2 separate regions of the Mustela erminea genome follow, and region 2 is linked to region 1. Evidence: chromatin contacts called from public Hi-C data. All regions are on one chromosome and are shown on one strand. Each heading gives the region's core, a stretch centred on a gene start, on an enhancer-like site or on the middle of the called end of the contact. The rest is flanking DNA. Distances are from core to core; before and after follow the strand shown. Region 1 holds the start of ALS2 (alsin). Region 2 holds the start of FZD7 (frizzled-7).

Region 1 (6,996 bases), core at 2,064-4,563:
TCGTGTGAGTGCTCTCTCTCAAATAAATAAAATCTTAAAAAAAAAAAGAAAGAAAAAGAAAAAGAAGTCTATATGAAAGAGAAATCCTGCAAGAGTCCAAACAAGTACTCATTATCTCACTGATTTAAATATTTTTGCTCTACCCTTGTGGATCACTTACTTCAGCTACTGTACCAATTTCTCAGCTAATCTACCAACTGTGTGATGCAATGAACATCCAGACATAATGTAAAGACAGCACCTGAACATATATAGTATAAGAGATGGGTATAGGAAAATAAGCGCAACATTCAAAAGAACCATGTCACAGTTTGTTACTATTTTATTTGTGGTTACTGTGCATTTTCTTTTTTTTTTTTTTTAAAGATTTTATTTATTTATTTGACAGAGAGAAATCACAAGTAGATGGAGAGGCAGGCAGAGAGAGAGAGAGGGAAGCAGGCTCCCTGCTGAGCAGAGAGCCCGATGCGGGACTCGATCCCAGGACCCTGAGATCATGACCTGAGCAGAAGGCAGCGGCTTAACCCACTGAGCCACCCAGGCGTCCCTACTGTGCATTTTCTTAAGGACTGATAACCTACAAAGTCGACTACTCTCTTATTACTGATGACTGAATTATCTGGTTTTCAACAGAGAAGAGTAACAAGAAAGAAAAACAGCTTTTACAAAAAACTCTACAAGTAAAATCTCTAATATAGTTGGACTATGTGCTAGGTTTAATCCCACTAAGTTATAAAAAGGGCTAAATGATCTAGAAAGTCATTAAAATCCTCACAGCACTCCTCGGAGTGTCTGAGAAAGGGGCTCAACCTCTTACTACCTAAAAGCACACCTTCTTTTACACCATCTCAAAAATCACCAATTTTTACCTTTCTTTGTAGTTTTTTAACCCATACCTTACCTAGTGTCCTATTCATAAAAGATTATAAAAGGTTTTTAGAAGTCAGTCATATTCTTCAGAAATACCCTTAAAATGGACTCAGCAGTACGCATTAAACCCATATTTTTGTAGAAAGATAATTAATAGAACTCTCTCCACCTAATCACATAAGAGTGAAATCACGTGTCAGTGAAGTTCTTAATACACTCTTGTGTCTTTAACAGTCAAAATGCCCAAAATTAAGTGTCTCAGAAGAACATAAATTCTGAAAGGCTGAAATCTGAACAGAAGAATTCCCATTGGTACTGCTCCAATCTACTTAAAAAAAAAAAAATAAGAGGATTACCTGATACAACTCAGAATCCCCCACCCCAACACCAGATGACCTTTTGGTACTTTATTTTCTGGATCATTATCTTTTCAAATGTTAATATTGTGAAACAGATTTGAATTTCTCTTGCTATAACTATGAACCCTGAATATGCCAATACTGTTCATAGTTTGCAAACTAAGTAATAAGTGTAAACTAAGTATAGATTCCAAAAGCATCTTTCACACTAAAAAACCCTTACTGAATACCAAAGTTACTACAGACCAACCAGACGACCTAGTTCCTGTAACTATCAGATATCTGTATCAGTAAATTATCTGGAAACTATCCCTTGAATTTAAAAAGCGAATTATATTTTTCTAAATATATTCAGTTCTCTTTCCCACTTAGAAAACAGTGAGTCAGTGTGGGTCATGAGATAGTGGAAGAAGAAATAATTATAAAAATAGGAAATATATATGTACTGAATATTTACCACAGCCAGCACTGTCATAATACACGAACCATTAAAAGTAAAGTTACTGGGGCGCCTGGGTGGCTCAGAGGTTTAAGCCTCTGCCTTCGGCTCAGGTCATGATCCCAGGGTCCTGGGATCGAGTCCCACATCGGGCTCTCTGCTCAGCAGGGAGCCTGCTTCCTCCTCTCTCTCTCTCTGCCTGCCTCTCTGCCTACTTGTGATCTCTGTCTGTCAAGTAAATAAATAAAATCTTAAAAAAAAAAAAAGTAAAAGTACTTTTATGAGAAAGGTACTTTAATCCTCAATTTAGAAGAAAAATAATGTAGAAAAGTTAAGTAACTTTCCCCAAATCAAAGAATAAGTGAATGTGATGTCAGGTATGTCCATATCCAAAGCCCATGCTTGCTTACATTACTAAGATTAAAATACTGCAATTTACTGCAAAAGCAAATTTTTCACTGCCTTAAATACTCATTAACCCAAGAGTCAAGTGGTCACTCGAAATCATTCACATTCATGATAAACCAGGGGGGAGAAATGGACCAATATCTTGCTGAATTTTGATACCTGTTCCGAATAAACACACATCGCACAATTTTATTCTATAAGGCCTTTTAAAGAACATATACAGCCACCAACAAATTTAAAAGGCAAGAGACAAAGATCTGTGTTTGCGTTTAACAGTTATTTCTTTTTCCGTCCTAGAGAGAATACTGTATTTGAATATGCCGCTTTAGCCGGTGTGTTTTTCCTCTTCCCTCATCATCAAAGCCCTAAGTAAGCCAGAGTACAACACTCCTGCCAACCTACAGTCGCTTGTCTCCAAAGTAGTCCTACTACCCATAGGACCAACACCAGCGTCGGGACCATTTCCTAATGACAGACCTATGCTACTTTTCCGTCTTCGGCTCTTAAAAGAACTGCTCACCCTCTGATGCTCACTCGACACGCCAAAGGACTCGGTTAAACGACTCATTCTTATTATCAAAGTCATTGTCTTTTTCAGCAACCGCCCTTTCAAGCCCACGAAGCACCAGGTCCACCCTCCACTGTGATCTGCATCCTTGGGGCAAACCCGCCTGGGACACTCACCAAGGTTCGCGGCCAGGGACCCCGGTTTCGGTGCCGAGCGCCTAGAGCGGGCATTCAATAAATCCTCATGAATGGGTGAAGGAAAGGACCTGTGGGTGGAGGCGGGAAAGGGGTCGTGAAAGAACTTCCCGCCGCTCCGACGTCTGGGGAGGGAAGTAAGGGGGCGAGTGGGAGAACCTGGGGCCGGGACAGGGGGCCGCGTCGGGTGCTCCTTGGCGGGCAGGAGCCGACGGTCGGACGCAAGCTTTTTGGAAGACGCGGGCGCCGTCTCTGTGGGTCACCAAGCGCGCTCCCGGGCCTCGGTCTGAGCCTCCGCCTCTCTCTCCTACCCCGGTCTCCCGCACACAGGACAGCCGGGCCGGGGCCCTGCGAAGCCAAGGGCCGACCGGAGACTCAGCCTCGCTCACCTGACGCTCCACCGGCAGCACCGCAGTCTCCATCCGGCGCGAGCTTCCCAGCCCAGCGGGTCCCTGAGATCAGCTGATTCACGGGGGGGCGGGGCCTCTGGGGGGGCGGGGCTGCGCGGCGGCCGGCTAGTGTGAAGGCGGGCCAGGATTGCCCCCTGAAATAGGTGGAGGTAGACGCCGACGGCGTCTGATAGGGATCAAAATTATCCAAGAGGCCTTAGGCACTGTGGGTAATGTCCTCGGGAGTATTGCCCCTCCCTCAGGATAGGGCGGAGCCACCAGGCCTAAAAAAAAAAAAAAAAACGCGCTTGGACGGTGACGTAACATGGAGTCGCCGGGGCCTAACTACCCAGGAGCTTCCATGGTAACAGGTGGTGAGGAAAGTGACCCGGAGCTGCAGGCATTTTGCTGCCACCTCAAACTGCAGAAGTCAGAAGGATGAGTTCGCTACTCTTTACAGGGAAAAGGCTAGATATCTTCTGCTTCTACGGGCTATACCCTAACGTAGTCCCGTCCGCCCCGCAAATGACGTCATTGGCAGGCGGCACCAGTTGGTCCTAGTGTCCACGCTGTTTTTACTTGGTTGCAACCCCGAAAGTTGCAATGGGGTAGGAGGAAATAAATTGGTATCTTTTATGATTCCCCACAGCGTTCCCCAATGTACGATCTGAGTAAAACTAGTCTGAAGGCTCAGCACACAGTTTCGCAACAATCTGCTCGTCGCAGCCGCAGCCCCACCCCGACTCAGCTCGCGGCTGGTAAGTCCTCTCTGGAAGATTTTCCCGAGCCGCCACCTTTGGCACACAGTGCGTGCGAACTTTCTGCTGCCAGGCAGTGTGCCATCTCTGAGCCTGCAAACCTGCATTCAGTCCATCAGTGACAGAGATACAAAGTCTGAAGTTCCTTTGCATAAACGTTCTGTCAGTTCACCTTCAGCCCAGTGCATCCTTGATCCTCCGCCCACCTGCAAAATCGTTAAGGTCTGCACCAATTCGGCCAACCTTGTCCGCTCTTGCACCAGTGCTAAAAACAACATAACCTTGAGAATTGGCAGCGCTGCAAACGAAGGGTGTCCAGCTTCAGTCGGGACTTATATGTGGGCAGGCAATCTTGCGAAGCCTAGAACAGTCCTTAACACTTGGCTACTAGGAATTTCTCTTTTATTCCCAACCCGCACACGTTGCTAACTGAACTTTACCTACCCTTCGGTAAACAGTTTTAAAAATGAAAATTTAATGTGCTATGGTGAGTGCTGTGAAGTGTGTAAACCTGGCGATTCACAGACCTGTACCCCTGGGACTGAAAATACATTATATGTTTATTTAAAATGTTTAAAATTTGTAAAAAATGAAAATTTTAAAATTGTCTCCTACCTTTCTGAGGAAAATGGGACCACTTCGGATGGATTGCCCTAACTCCCACTAACCACTATTACAAAACCTACCTGCAGCCCTAGTCTTTCGGTCTTTCTTTTCCTGATTTCTCTTTGGCTTCTGGGACACACTCCTTCCAGTTTTTCCCCCTATTTCTTCAGACCTAACCCTGACCCTAACCTATCCCTTAAGTTCTTGGACTGAATAAATATTTATTGCATACTTTATTATGTGCCAGGCACTATTCTAGGCACTAGAGAGACATGATAATGAACAAAACAGACAAGGGTCATCGCTCTAGTGGAACTTCCACTCTGGTAGTGTAGAAAAGTCACTCCAAAGATGGCAACTGTCAAGTCTTTCCTCCATGTATATAAATGCCACACTTGATGTCAAGAGATGGATTCTATTTCCTCTTCACCTGAGTATGGGCTAGGATGTTTTTCTTTTTTTACCTGATAAAATGAGGCAGAAATGAAGTTCTTGGACTACTGAGTCAAGGCGTTAAAAAGAATTTGGCAGCTTCCACATACGTCCCCCTCTGAAAAGCCGGTTGCCATGCTTTAATAGATGTCGAGTGTACTAGAGGTTGATAAGAGACGATGTGAAGAGATAGGCCACATGGAAGAGCATTAAACTGCCAAAACATAAGCAGAGACTTCTGAGACCTTCCAGGCCAACCCAGTTACCAGCTGAATGCAGCCGAGTGAAACCAGCCAGTGCCAAGAGGAGCAGAACACCCTAGTCAAGTCCTGTCTGAACTCCTGACCCAGTTTCCCAAGAAATGATAAATTGTTGTTTTTAACCACTAAGTTTTGGGATGGTTGGTTATGCAGCAATGCCTGAAACAAGTGGGAAGAGTGACAGCTACTAAACTAATATGGTGATCACTGGGCTATACAGAGGCAAAAAAGGGAAACAGTCAAGGCAACCAACAGAATGGGAGAGGACATTTACAAATGTCTTATCATATAAAGGGCTAGTATCCAAAATCTATAAATAACTTATCAGAGGCACCTGAATGGCTCATTGGGTTAAGCCTCTATATTTGGCTTGGATTATGATCTTAGGGTCCTTGGATTGAGCCCCACATCAGTCTCCTTGCTCAGCAGGGAGCCTGCTTCTCCTTCTCTCTCTGCCTGCCTTTCTGCCTACTTTTGATCTCTCTCCCTCTCTCTCTCTCTCTCTCTCTGTCAAATAAATAAATAAATAAATCTTTGAAGAAAAAAAAAGAGAACTTATCAAACTCAACAACCAAAAAACAAAAAAAATCCAGTCAAGAAATGGACAGAAGACATGAAAAGACATTTCTTCAAAGACATGCAAATGGCCAACAGACACATGAAAAAATGCTCAACATCACTCATCATCAGGGAAATACAAGTCAAAACCACAATGAAATTCCACCTCACTACCAGTCAGAATGGCTAACATTAACGGAAACACCAGATGTTGGCAAGGATGCAGAGAACAGAACCCTCTCACACTATTGGTGGGAATGCAAGCTGGTGTGGCCACTCTGGAAAACAGTGTGGAGGTTCTTCAAAACGTTAAAAAACAGAGCTATCCTACAACCCAGCAATTGCACTACTAGGTATTTATCCAAAGGACACAAACATAGTGATTCAAAGGTGCACATGTACCCCAATGTTCATAGCACCAATGTCTACAATAACCAAATAATGAGAAGAGCCCAGATGTCCATCAACAGATGAATGGGTAAAGATATATGTATATATACATACATATACAGCCCACATCTATATTCCATTATATTATATATGATATATATTTATATATATTGGAATTACATATATCCATTACACTATAATATAATACATAATGGAATATTACTCAGCCATCAAAAAGAATGAAATCTTGCCATTTGCAACAATGTGGATGGAACCAGAGGGTACTGTGCCAAGTGAAATAAGTCAGTCAGAGAAAGACAAAAATATATGATTTCTGTCATATGTGGAATTTAAGAAACAACAGATGAACATGGGGAAGGGAAGGAAAAAGAATAAGATGAAAATGGAGAGGGAGGCAAACTCCAAGAGACACTGAACTCTAGGAAACAAGCATGGTTTCTGGAGGGGAGGGGGTGTGGGGAAGGGATAATAGGGTGATAGGTATTAAGGAGGGCACTTAATCTATATGCTACTGATGAGTCTCTAAATTCTACCAGTGAAACTAATAATACAGTCTATGTTAACTAAATTGAATTTAAATAAAGAACTTTTTAAAAGAGGCAAAATAATGTAGTAACTAAAAGCACATACTCCTAGCCAGACAGCCTGGGTTCAAATCTAAGACCCCGAACTTGCTAATTTTGTGACCTTGGCACACGCTATTTAACCTGCATACCTCTGTTTCTTCATCTACAAAACAGGGATAGTAAAGTTTTCTACTTTATAGGATGATGTGAGGTTTAAAGTACAATAGTAGCTGGCACA
Region 2 (6,996 bases), core at 2,122-4,621, 220 kb after region 1:
TAACCAATGAAGCCTCAAGCTGTAAGAGAAATGGTCAAAGGGTTTGAATGACATAAATCACCTCTGCTGGGTGGGGCCTAGCACACCTATCAGCCCTTCAGCACAGCCCTGCTCTTATTCAACCCAGACATCTCGAACTTTCCTGACACTGGAGAGTCTGCTTAGGCGTAAGAATGTTCCCATTCTGGGAACTATCCAACACCCCAAACTAAAATGAAAGGAATTCAGTGGCATCCTGGCAACTTGAAATTCCAAGTCTTTAATGTTATAAAGTCTGGTAAAAGAGAGGCCGAAAGGGGGGAGGTGTATGCTCAAAGCTGCCCTTTCTCGTCTTGCATGAGTAATTCTTACAGCTGGAGTTTTCACTACAACCACAGGATTGTGGCACCACGAAGGTGGCCGTTTTCAAATCTGGCCTGACATCAGAATGTCATTCAACTAGATAAACCTGGGATTTGTCCAAAATAAGTAGCATTTAAGTAACTGCAGCCAATGAACACCATCACTTTTCTGTGAGACCATATGACTATGATGTGAAGAAATAAAAGCCTTTGTTGTTTTAAAGGGCAGGGACAATTGGAAGTTTTGCAGCAGACAGTTACAAAATTTTCCACCCTTAGCTCTCCAAAGAAGATACAGTTAGTGGCTTTGGGAGTTGGGTGTGGAAAGAATCTCTTGGAAAAGAAAATTAAGTTGATCCTGGGCAGAATGTGAACCAGCGTTACTACATTTATCATAGAGCCTGAAACAGACTATTTAGCCCCCTACGTTGTGAACTCGCTTTAATGATCTACTCCGTTTTACTTCTTAGCTCCTTGAAATCATAGCATTCTGGAGGATCAGGCAAGGCATAGAAGGCTACCACATTCCTCTCACAAACAGCAAATTTTTATTTTTCAGAATACTTTTTGAGTGGGTTTTTAAAAACCCATTCCAAAAAAACAAAACACTCCCCCAAATTAGACTTCGCTTTTATGCTTTTTGCATTTGTCCGCCTGGGACAGGGCAACAGGTCTCAGGCCTCACATCTGTGATGCTTTCCATCTGGGGTGGGATTTCTGCATCTGATGCATAGACTGTTTTAAAAATATTTCATTCACCCCTTGTATTTTCTTAAAGGGTTCTCCTTTTTTCTTTCTAAATAATTATCCCTATTACCTATCATCAGCGAGCTGTCTGGGGCTATAATCTGGGGAGTAAAAGCTCATCAACTAAACTGGTTGTAGCTGTATTTGAGACACAGTATCTTACCCTGTCGGTTTTCATTTTATTTGATGACAGTGCTTGCAATTTCTCCTTCAATAAGCAAAGATGACTTAGATCAGTGGCCTGATGAATAAGCATGAAAATTTGATTTAGAAAAGGAAGATATCCAGAAGCTCACTGAGAGAAAAAAGGATTTCCAACCCCCTCCCACACACACTTTAAATGACAAAGCAAAGCAGCAGCATTGTCTTTAAACAACATCTTTCAAGTCAATATCAATGCTCCCCAATGTTAGGTAGTAAGAATAATAATTTAGAAAGAAAAAGAGGAGACTTTAAAAGTATATAAGGAAGGAATAAAATATTTTTAAAGCAAATGTCATTAATCCTTTGTATTACCCTGGAGCAGATAACCTAAAAGAAAACAAATAAGGTCCTGGGTGTGAGGGGAAACTGATGCTTTGGAAGAAACTGTTGAGGGGCGGAGGGAGAACGTGAGCAGTCTGACACCCTACCTTGGCCCACATGATTCAGCCCTTCAGGTCCATTAACAAGAGTGGGAAAGTACAAAGAACTGTGAAGTGGAAGGTAAATGCCTAGTAAACTTCAGTAATAGAAAACAAATAAAAGAAAAACAGAGGAAGGCCAAAGTCTCCCTAGAAAGGGAACCCAATGCATCTGCGATTTCGAAACCAGTTTTTTCTTGCTGGAGAAGCAGCTCCCCGGGGACAGCAGAGATAACAACTTCTGCAAACACGCAACCTGACCAGAAACCACTCGGGGTCCAGAGCCTGGAGCTGAGACGGGCAGAAGGAAGGGCTCGGCCAGGAGTAACGATTTCTCAAGCATAGTATTAGTGCGCGCGCGCGTGTGTGTGACAGAGACACAGTGAGAGACAGATTTAGCCTTTCTCAAACTGTCACTTCCCCTGCATGGGAATTCATGATATTCTTTGCAGCCCAGAGAGAGAGGAGAGCCCCCCCCCCCCCCCGGTCAATTCTGACCTCCGCGGGAGTAACCCGAGAGCTCAGGGGAGCGCCCAGTGTTGTGAGCAGGGCGAAGATTTGGCCGGGAACAAAAGACCGCTTGCCAATCAGAAAACGCCGCTGGAGAACGCGGATAACCTCTCTTTGTGTTTTGAAAACTTCTTAATTAGCAAACGCCCTGCTTTGTAATACGCATGAAAACTTCTCTATGTAACATTGCAACTGCAGGATCAAGTCGTTGCTTCTGCAACGAAGAGGGCAGCCCGAAAGGCCGCAAGCCCAAGGACCAAGGAAAGCACCGCAGTCGAAGACGCACTTGAAACCGTGCAGAGTTCCCGGGCGCGCGGCCTCAGGTACATCTGTAACTGCCCCCCACCCCCGTCGGAGCTTTCCCGTAACCGCTCTAAAGCCGCACCAGAGTTCCACACTCTGGGCCGTGCGCGCGGGCGGGGTGGCCTGGGGGACCGCGGCCCGGGCCCTCTCCCCTCGGAGGGGTCTGCACTTCCTCCCGCCTTAAGTCGGCCCCCTCCTCCCGACTCCAGTTTCTCCTCGGACGCGGGCCCCTCCTCCTTCCTACACCCGGAGAGGGGGTGAAAGGGACTGCGGCCTCACGTGGTCTGTTTGGGTCAGGGGAGAAAAAAGCGATCCGAGAGGCGCACCCCCTTCTCGCTCGGTACCGAGCCCCACATTTAGGATCCAGCTACCCTGAAGCCCCCTGCCTAACCCGGCATTGTCAGCCCAGGCAGGGCTAACGTGACTCCGGGTCACGTCTCTCCGCCCCGGCGCTGCGCTGTTCTTCCAGCAAAATCCCCTCTCGCCGCGCCCTGCCGCTCGAGATGTGTGTTTTAGTGTACCCGGAAGAGGAGCAAACCTTTAAAGCAAATTCCCTTTCTGGTGCGTTCACCCCCCACCCCCACCCCTCGAGCGAATTCACCGTAAAAGTTTTTCTTAACTTTTCCTTCCCAGCCCCCTGCCCCTCCCCTCAGGAATCCGCCCAGAGCGCTGCAGACTCCGCCCCTCCGGGTCCCTCGCCCGGCCCTTCCGACTTCCACCCAATCCGGAGGCCGCCACACAGAAAACAAAGGCTACCATTGGGCCGCCCCGGAGCTCGAGGGCCCGCCCCCGGAGCGGTTTGTGAATGGGGGGAGGGGAGGGGGCGGGGCGGCCCGGAACCCTGCGAGCCCGACGCTTCTTCTGGCGAGTTGCGCGACTCCGAGTCGTTACTCTGCGCTCCCTCCCGGCGGGCGGCGGCGGCGGCGGCGGGCGGCGGGCGCCGGGACTCACGGGCCGGGGCTTCGCGAGGCTGGAGAAGCCAGGCCCAGGCCGCGGGCACCGGGCCCTCGCAGCTTCGGACGCAGTGTAACTGGATTTCCGAAAAGAACTCGCTGGGCTGCTGGCTCCAAGGCGCCGATCGGACTCGGAGCGAGAATCACCCGTTTGGCAGAAACTTGGGGGCCGAGCTTTTGGGGCTGAGGAAGGAGCCGGGGAGCAGAAAAGGAGGCGAAGGAGGCGGCGGCGGCGGCGGCGAGCAGAGCCTCGAGGCGAGGAGGCGGAGCAGCACGGCCGAGGCGGCGGCCTCGGCTCGCAGGCGGCGGCGCCGGGCTCTAGCCTGCCGGGGGCCGGACTCGGTGTGGGGGCGCGTGCGTTCCTGCGCGCCGTGGGTCGACAGACTTTGGGCAAACTTTGAAGGGTAACCGGAGACGCTTGCTGCTCCTCGCCGCAGAAAAAGCCGCACCGTTACGTCGCAGCGGGAGAATAAAGCGGCCCCACTCGGCGCCCCCGGCCCAGGCTGGCGGGTTTGGGCCCCCAGCGGCTGCTAGAGGGCTGGGCGGAGACGGCTGCGGCGCCCCCGCGGCGCGGGCACCCCAGCTGCAGCGCCCTCGGCTCCGCGCCGCCCACGGCCCGGCCTCGGCGCCGGGAGGACTCTCATGCGCGGGGCGCGGCTGCGCCTCCTCGGATCCGAGCCTCTCCCGGCTGCCTCTTCGCGCTCTGCGGGCTGAGAGCGCCGCTGCACCCGCGGCCGGCGATGCGGGGCCCCGGCGCGGCCGCGTCGCGCTCGCCCCTGGGCCTGTGCACCCTGGTGCTTGCGCTGCTGGGCGCGCTGCCCGCCGGCGCCGGGGCACAGCCTTACCACGGCGAGAAGGGCATCTCAGTGCCGGACCACGGCTTCTGCCAGCCCATCTCCATCCCGCTGTGCACGGACATTGCCTACAACCAGACCATCCTGCCCAACCTGCTAGGCCACACGAATCAAGAGGACGCGGGCCTCGAGGTGCACCAGTTCTACCCGCTGGTGAAGGTGCAGTGTTCTCCCGAACTGCGCTTCTTCCTGTGCTCCATGTACGCACCCGTGTGCACGGTGCTGGATCAGGCCATCCCGCCGTGCCGCTCTCTGTGCGAGCGTGCCCGCCAGGGCTGTGAAGCGCTCATGAACAAGTTCGGCTTCCAGTGGCCCGAGCGGCTGCGCTGCGAGAACTTCCCGGTGCACGGCGCCGGCGAGATCTGCGTGGGCCAGAACACGTCCGACGGCAACGGGGGCCCGGGCGGCGGCCCCACAGCCTACCCCACCGCGCCCTATCTGCCGGACCTGCCCTACACCGCGCTGTCCCCGGGGGCCGCTGACGGCAGGGGCCGCTCTGCCTTCCCGTTCTCGTGTCCCCGCCAGCTCAAGGTGCCCCCCTACCTGGGCTACCGCTTCCTGGGCGAGCGCGACTGCGGCGCCCCGTGCGAGCCAGGCCGTGCCAACGGCCTCATGTACTTTAAGGAGGAGGAGAGGCGCTTTGCCCGTCTCTGGGTGGGCGTGTGGTCAGTGCTGTGCTGCGCCTCGACGCTCTTCACCGTGCTCACCTATTTAGTGGACATGCGGCGCTTCAGCTATCCGGAGCGGCCCATCATCTTTCTGTCGGGCTGCTACTTCATGGTGGCCGTGGCGCACGTGGCCGGCTTCCTGCTGGAGGACCGCGCGGTGTGCGTGGAGCGCTTCTCAGACGATGGCTACCGCACGGTGGCGCAGGGCACCAAGAAGGAAGGTTGCACCATCCTCTTCATGGTGCTGTACTTCTTCGGCATGGCCAGTTCCATCTGGTGGGTCATCCTGTCGCTCACTTGGTTCCTGGCAGCCGGCATGAAGTGGGGCCATGAGGCCATCGAAGCCAACTCGCAGTACTTCCACCTGGCCGCGTGGGCCGTGCCCGCTGTCAAGACCATCACCATCCTGGCCATGGGCCAGGTGGATGGGGACTTGCTCAGTGGGGTGTGCTACGTGGGCCTGTCCAGCGTGGATGCGCTGCGGGGCTTCGTGCTGGCACCTCTGTTCGTCTACCTCTTCATTGGCACGTCCTTCCTGCTGGCCGGCTTCGTGTCGCTCTTCCGCATCCGCACCATCATGAAGCACGACGGCACCAAGACCGAGAAGCTGGAGAAGCTCATGGTGCGCATCGGCGTCTTCAGCGTGCTCTACACCGTGCCGGCCACCATCGTCCTGGCCTGCTACTTCTATGAGCAGGCCTTCCGCGAGCACTGGGAGCGCACCTGGCTCATGCAGACGTGCAAGAGCTACGCGGTGCCCTGCCCGCCTGGCCACTTCCCGCCCATGAGCCCCGACTTCACTGTCTTCATGATCAAGTACCTGATGACCATGATCGTGGGCATCACCACCGGCTTCTGGATCTGGTCCGGCAAGACTCTGCAGTCGTGGCGCCGCTTCTACCACAGACTCAGCCACAGCAGCAAGGGGGAGACTGCGGTATGAGCCCCGGCCCCTCCCCCACCCTCCCTTCCCCCATCCCCTAGCAGGGGGAGAGGCGCGGGAAGGAGAGAACTGCGGGGGGGGGGGGGTCCTGGAACCTCCGGTCCCCTCCAATGAGAAGTGACCTGGAAGAGAGATGATATTTGTAGATTTGGGGCCGGGGGTGGGTTTGGAAAAGGAGGCCCGGGTAGAAAGACGGTTCGGATGAAAAGACTTAGTGGCAAAGACTTGCAGGATGTTAATGATGGTGATGACGGTAACGATGATGTTAATCGTGTACGGTACGGGCCGACCTGGGCCTATCGCGATTGACCCAGCAGAGATGGCTCTGAGTTCTTCCCGGCTCCAGGGCCAAACTGGGACTGGGAGCGATGCCCCTGCTGCAAGACAAGTGGCCTGTCCTCACTCCTGTGAGGCCCGGGTGAAAGGTACAGCTTTGTCTGCGGCGGCGGCTTTGTTGGGAAAAGGGAGGACTCCCTGCGGTGTCCTTGTCAAGCGGTGGTCAAACCATAATCTCTTTTCACTGGGGCCAAACTGGAGCCCAGATGGGTTAATTTCCAGGGTCAGACATTACAGTCTCTCCTCCTCTGGCCCCTCCCGCCTGTTTTTCCTCTCCTAGTCCTTTCAAGTCTTGTAAAATAAGCATTTGGAAGTCTTGGGAGGCCTGCCTCCTAGAATCTTAATGTAACGATGCAAAAGAAATGAAGATAACATTTCGAGAGGAGGCAGAGGAGATGGGTAGTAGGTATTTCTGCTACTTTTTTTTATTTTCTCGGGAAAGCAGAAGGAAGAAGGTTTTATTTGGTTTCATACTCTGAAAAGAAGTGATGACTTGTTGCTTTTCAAAACAGGAGTGCATTTTTCCCCTGGTCTTTGTTGTAAGAGACAAAAGAGGAAACAAAGTGTCTCTCCTGTGGAAAGGCGTAACTGTGAAGACAGCAACTTTTATAGGCAAAGTAGCACAAATCAGAGCTTTCCCTTTGGATGTTAATTTGGCTGAGATAAACATTCCTTTTTAAGGAAAAGTGAAGGGCCGCCCGCTTCCATACCCACAATC

Evidence for each region. Hi-C and Micro-C count contacts between places; a contact is called where the count stands out from the background.
Region 2: a Hi-C map of spleen shows a contact between it and region 1, with 4 times the contacts expected there. The contact joins the promoter of FZD7 here to the promoter of ALS2 in region 1. A contact is called at or near these places in 2 of 3 Hi-C or Micro-C datasets (skeletal muscle and spleen).

The regions. Positions count from the first base shown.
Region 1 is chr8:13,321,750-13,328,745 of mMusErm1.Pri, forward strand. ALS2 (alsin) reads right to left here and starts at 3,314. Exons shown (of 34, transcript XM_032354447.1): 1 at 3,168-3,314; 2 at 2,761-2,849.
Region 2 is chr8:13,540,710-13,547,705 of mMusErm1.Pri, forward strand. FZD7 (frizzled-7) reads left to right here and starts at 3,372. Exons shown (of 1, transcript XM_032354451.1): 1 at 3,372-6,996. The coding sequence starts at 4,218. The coding sequence ends at 5,942.